2 separate regions of the Anas platyrhynchos genome follow, and region 1 is linked to region 2. Evidence: chromatin contacts called from public Hi-C data. All regions are on one chromosome and are shown on one strand. Each heading gives the region's core, a stretch centred on a gene start, on an enhancer-like site or on the middle of the called end of the contact. The rest is flanking DNA. Distances are from core to core; before and after follow the strand shown.

Evidence for each region. A called contact is a pair of places that touch in the nucleus more often than the background predicts.
Region 1: a Hi-C map of F1 follicle shows a contact between it and region 2, with 2.8 times the contacts expected there. The contact joins two enhancer-like sites. A contact is called at or near these places in 4 of 8 Hi-C or Micro-C datasets (F1 follicle, F5 follicle, liver and 1 more).

Annotation. Positions count from the first base shown.
Region 1 is chr3:8,568,665-8,571,873 of IASCAAS_PekinDuck_T2T, reverse strand. No RefSeq gene overlaps it. Among named protein-coding and RNA genes, the nearest start is that of PCSK2, 19 kb to the left of the region's middle. Within about 2 kb of position 1,418, at least 1 of the 8 cell types and tissues checked has an H3K27ac peak or open chromatin away from gene starts, as enhancers often do. A contact at or near this core is called in F1 follicle, where this site is marked.
Region 2 is chr3:8,479,104-8,481,906 of IASCAAS_PekinDuck_T2T, reverse strand. The region is part of intron 2 of LOC110354506 (a long non-coding RNA gene); the gene reads left to right. Among named protein-coding and RNA genes, the nearest start is that of PAK5, 24 kb to the right of the region's middle. Within about 2 kb of position 1,471, at least 1 of the 8 cell types and tissues checked has an H3K27ac peak or open chromatin away from gene starts, as enhancers often do. A contact at or near this core is called in F1 follicle, where this site is marked.

The DNA.
Region 1 (3,209 bases), core at 169-2,668, 90 kb before region 2:
ACCTTGTGGCCCCCAAGGAGTTCTTCACAGCGCAGCTTTTGGGGTTTCTTCACTGCAGCCTCGGAGGAGTTATTTCTTGAGCAGCTTTGGTTATTTTCTTCCCTGCGACTTGAGGAGCGCTTCTGCGTCCACCTGTGGAGGTTCTGCACACCACGCTTCCCCTGAGGAGAGCATCATCATCCAGCTTTTGTTTTTTTCTTCAGCGTGGCATTTGAGGAGTAATTCTTTTCAGAGCTTATCATATTTTCTTCACCTTGTGTCCTCTGAGGAATGCTTCTGTGTGCTGCATTAGTTTTTTTTTTCTTCAGTGTGCAACCAGGAAGGATTGAATCCTCATGCAGCTTTTGGTGTTTTCTTCATTGCGGCTTCAAGGAATACTGCATTATGCAACCTTTGGGGTTCTCCTCACCATGTTTTCCTGAGGAGAGCTTCATTGTACAACTATTGGTATTGTTTTCACCTTGTTGCCCCTAAGAAGTGCTTCATCTTCTAACGTTTGGTGTTTCTTTTCTCGTTCCAGGCCCTGAGGATTGCTTCAGTATGCAGGTTTGGGGGTTCTCTTCACTGTGTCTCATGAGGGTGTCTGCATTGTCCAGGTTTTGGGGTTCTCCACACCACGACTCCCCTGAGGAGAGCTTCATCATCCAGCTTTTCATGTTTTCTTCACCTTGTGGCCCTGATGAGTGCTTCATTGTACAGTGTTCGGTGTTTTCTTCAGTGTGCAACTGCAAAGGAGTGCATCATCGTGCAGGTTTCTCCACTCCATGTTTCCCCTGAGGAGTGCTTCATCGTCCAGCTTTTGGTGTTTTCTTCACTGTGGCACCTGAGGAGTAATTCTTCATGGAGCTTTTTACATGTATTTTTTCTTCATCTTGTGGCCCTGAGGAGTGCTTTTGCATGAAGATTTTGGAGTTTTCTTCACTTCACGACCCCAGAGGGTGGCTGCTTCTTCCACCTGTAGGTGTTTTCTGCACTGCAGTCCAAGAGGAGTTTCTTCTTCACATTATCTTTTATGTTTTGTTCATGGTGTGGCTCCATAGTAAAGCTTCATTGTGCAGCTTTTGCTGTTTTCTTCACTGAGCAGCCTCTGAGGTATGCTTCATTGTCCGTCCTTTGTTTTTTTTCTTCATAGTGCTACCCATGATGACTGCTTCATCATGCAGCTTCTTGTGTTTTGTGCAACACATGTTCCATGAGGAGTTCTTCATCGTGCAGCTTTCTGTCTTTTTTTTTTGACCTTGTGGAGCCTTGGGATTGCTTATTTGTGCAGTGTTTGGTGTTTCTCTACATTGTAATGCCCCTGAGGAGGGCCTTATCCTACCTGTGTTGTTTTTTTCTTCTCTGCACTAACCCTGAGGAGTGTTTCATCAAGCAGTTTGTTGTTGTTGTTTTGGTTTTTGTTTGTTTTTCCCTTCTACTTCTCCTGAGCAGTGCTTCGTCATGCAGATGTGGTGTTCTCACATTCTGTCCCCTGTGGTGTGCTTCTCACTGCAGGTTTTTTTGTGTGTTTGTTTGTTTTTCAGTTCTCTCCTTTAGAGGAGTGCTTTATCATCTTGTTTTTAATTTGTTTTACACTTTGTGTCCCTTGAGAAGTTCCTCATTGTTCATCTGTCTGTGTTTTCTGTGAAGCGCAGCGTTTGAGGACTGTTTCACCACGCCGCCCTTGAGGAGTGCTTCATGCTCTGTTTTTTGTTTTCTTCACAGTACAGCCCTTCAGGAGTGCTTCAGTGCGTGAACATGGAGGAATCCTGCAGCTTTTGTGGTGCTTTACTCTGGGACTCCTGAGGAATGTTTCATTGCATGGCCGTTGGAGTCTTCTTATTGTACATTTTAGGTGAGCTTCAGTACTCGGCTCTCGACAAGTGTTTCGCTCTGTGTCGTTCAGTGAGCTCTTCTCAGCAAAGCTTTCCTTATGTTCTTCATTGCACAGGCTACGAGGAGGGCATTGTTGCATGTCACATGTGGTTTGTTTATTTTTTTTTTATTTTCATCTTGAATAAGGGGCTTTTTTTTTTTAAATTTTTTTTTCTTCTTGTTATATTTCTTTCTTTCTTAGGTTTGCTATTGTCATGTGATCTTTACCATCTTTGATACTTCTTTCCTGTTATTGCTACTCTTTCATGTTTTTGAGAGAGGAAATCTTGATTCTCAGTATTTGTTCTACCTATTAGTACTCCGCTTGATAGTTCTGTAGCTTAGTTTGTGTTGCTTGATCTTGTGTTCTGGGATGTATATTTAAGTTCACTTTTCGAACCGGAACACTCCAAGTCTCCTCAGGAGAATAGGGCCATTTCATGGTAGTTTAGGTGGAATCTTTAGATCGGGGTTTCAGCAAAGGATATGGCTGAAGAGGGTTACTGGTGAGCTGGAGAGGGCAGCGTTGTTCTTTTCGTTATTCTATTTTTTTTTTCTGTCCTGTGGTGTTTTTTTAATTGCCTTTTTTTTTTATTGTTTTTTTTTTTTTCACCACAAATGGCATTGAGTGTCTGTGAGGCCTTTTCACTAAGGTGGTAGGTGTGAGCAGGGACATTTTTCAGGGCTGTGCATTGTGTGTGTGATGCTGAGTGGTGGCGGTGGCAGCTGGAGGGTGCTCTCACCACAGGAAAGGATGTCAGGCACAAACGAGTGGGAGCAGCATTAAAGCTGAGTGCCTGAACAGGTTGGTTCTCAGGGAAATTTCACGTCCTAACTATGTTTGGACATGAAATATCCTATCTCTGGAAAATTTCATGTCCACTTAAACATCCCAGCCAGGGCTCTTCAGGCCATCCTCCTTTGGTAGAGGGACAACGGCTGCAGTTTCTGTTCCAGCTATTGCTTTATTGAAATACTTGCTTGTTTTCTTCTCAGTGCTTGTTGCTGACAGTAGTTGTTATTTTCCTCTGTTAACTTTCAGGGTTCACCACTTTGGTTTCTAGTTACAGCTGGTTTTTTTTTCTTTTTTTTCTTTTTTTTTAATTTATTTCTTCACAGACCCAGTGTGAAGGAGCAGAGTCTGGATTTTACTTTTGTTATTCCTCAAGTTGCTGCTGCAGAATGATGTGAGCCTGTGTTTGCTGGATAACTCTGCTGCCCACAGCCCTCATACCTGTCACCTGCAAGCTGTGCTACGGGGAGACAGCTGAACAAGAATCAGCCACGATAGCACCACATCTTTGCCTTTCCAACTAAAAATTGGAGTGAGCCACAAAGGAAGCAAGGTTGTGTGT
Region 2 (2,803 bases), core at 222-2,721:
GCCAGACAGTGAGGGAGCTGCGGGCTCCTCTACTGATCCGACTGCTATGCCATGGGCCCCTCTGCTGCCACAGTCATTGAAGGCTTTTGCTGTTATGCCCCCTGTTGACCTGGACGTGCCTTTTGACCCAGGCCTATTGGTGTTGAAAAGGAGATGGATGTGCTTTTCTTCGATCCGGGAAGAACGGGATACATAAGGCCCGAAGACCGAGTTGCTTGACAACTTAAAGCGAGACATTTTGTTCAAAAGGAATGGAAAATGGAGACTGTTAAGTCATGGAACTTAAAGGATTGTTTGTTACCTTTCCTGATTGTACGTATGTATAGGCATACTCAGGTTTAGTATTTAAAGCAATGTTCTGTATGTTTAGAATGTTTGATGTTTGTGTGTGCGTGTTGGTGGAGCGTAGACTCCCCGCACACCCAGTGCTGTTTACTTGCCTTTTATACCTTTTGTAGCTTTTATACCTTTTATAAGTATAAATGTTACTAAATTCAGATTGAGTTGAGACTTCATTTATAACAGCTTGATTTGACTGTGCAGTTCAAAATGCCTGCTGTAGGGAGCTCTAGCATTTTAAAAACCCTAAGAGTGCAGTTAGCCTCTGTATAATGAGCGAGACTTAGCTTAATGCTTTTCTGAACAGATCCTGAAGCTCTGGTTTCCCATTGATACCACCACAGCATTCATGGTGCTGCTAACCAAGCAACGAACAGCGGTGCTTCTCTTAAAATCCGCGTTCTTTGCAGTGCCATCAAGCAGCTGCAAGTCCATGGCTGGGCCCAAGGCTTGAGGCTGGTGCGGTCTTGATTCAAAGATCAAAGCCAAAATTTCTAAGTGACGAAGTATCCTTTATTGTCAGTGCTGGATGCATGGGGGATCCTTCCACCTAACGTGCATGCTCAAAGTAACAAACTGCCTCATATTTATACAGCGAAATGATGAATATTCAATTAATGCCTATACATATTCATTACCTAAACCCACCTACTCGCGCTTCGTATGCTAATTAGGCTTATCAGTCCTTGTGCAAAGCCTCCCAAGAATTGTGGCAGGGGTCTTCAGGACATGGGCAGTGGTCTTTGGGAGGAAGACTGTAGGTCTTCCTCATGATGTATTTTTCACCTTTTGCTAAAGAATACCAAGTTGGCTGAATCAGTTGTTCTCCAAGCCACAGGAATGCCGAGTTGGCTTGAGTTAGCTCAAGTTTCAGCATACCTGAAGGTTGACAGATAACGGGATGTTTCAATTAACAAGATGCTTCAACATAACAGAAGGTCGACAGGTAACAAGATGTCATATAGTTTGTTCTCATTATATTTTAACTACAAGATTTATTCTATCCTAAAGTGAGCTTGTACAATATCAGTCTTACTTTGGTTGTGCTTTTGCTGCCTGCAGTATGGTGCCCAGGAGAAAACGGAGCTGGAAAGCACGAGTCAAGGCCTGCTTGCCCTTGTAACTCAGCACCATTGCTACAGGCCAGGTTTGTTCTGCTTGCACAGCGTGCTGGTTGAGCTGGGCTCAGTGCTGTGCTTGGCCGGTTTTCACCCCTCTCTGAAAAGGGAATACTGAGCAGAAAGTAAACACTTCCACTATGTTAAATCCTGTATTGGTCTTACAGTGTCATTCCTGTGTTGGGGGCTCATTTTGCTGAGGAAGTTCAGGTACAGTTTCATTTTCCTGGTTTGGGCTGCACATGGGAAGGTTGCAGAGAGCTGAGAGCTGCCGAGCAGTGAGAGCACTCAGGGATGCTTTGGTGGTCAGCAGCTCTGTCCGGGAGATCCAGTAGCTTTGGGGAGCCATCAGGATGTAACTCTTATTGAAGCTGCTTCTCTTTCCTCCTGTTTGATTGAAATCCTTACTGCAAAATATCACACCTGACCTATCGGGAAATATCACACCTGATCGGGAAATTCATTTTCACTGGATAGGGAATTGACTTTTATTCCCCAACGAATGGAAAAAATGGACTTCAAAAATTCAGATTTCTGTTGTTCGCTTAAAGCCACAAAGCACTGTTTAGTTCCCAAATGCAGGAATAGCAATTTTTGCTTTGTTCCCTTCTTGTTTGCTTTTCCTTCTTTCACTCTTTTTTCATATTGTTAATGAAAATAAGAGACTCAAAAAGAGGGGAAAGAATGGAAAGGGGGGGGAGAATAAACTTGTTGTTTCTTTCTGGAACTCTTTTACTGCTAGAAAATTTGAAATACGGTTTTGATCCCAGTTTGGTTAGTCCAGAGAAATTGTACGCTAAGAAACGAGCCTGTTCACAAGTATTTATATCTCGCAGTGCTCTGACATGCTTTTTACCTCACCCTTTCTAAAGGGAAATAAATATAGTGAGCTCCTAGCGCATTTTCTTTTCCATTTTGGTACCAGTGGCAATAGTTGAGGGTAAAAAAACAATTCCTTTGCTTCTTCTCTGGCAGCTCAGTCTTTTCTGACTCCCCAAAAAGGTCCAAGCGGCTTACTAACAGAGGTATATGGATGTCCTTTGCTGTTTGGCACACTTTGCTGTTCCAGACGTGAATCCAAAGACAAAATCTGTCAGCTTGGGCAGATTTGAACATCCCAAGTGTTCCACTGCAGCTCGAGAAATAGCTGACCTATTGATCCACATACCTTGTTAGATGCTCTGCTCCTCTTCCCATTCTATTATTTTTTTTTCCTAAAGGCAAATTTCATTTCTTTACTTGAGGCTCCTCGCTCACTGTTCAATAGTGCTCACTTGTAGCCCACTAATTGAGCTGAGTGGGAGCAGAGGAGAAAATGAAGGAGGCAATTAATAAGGAGTGACACA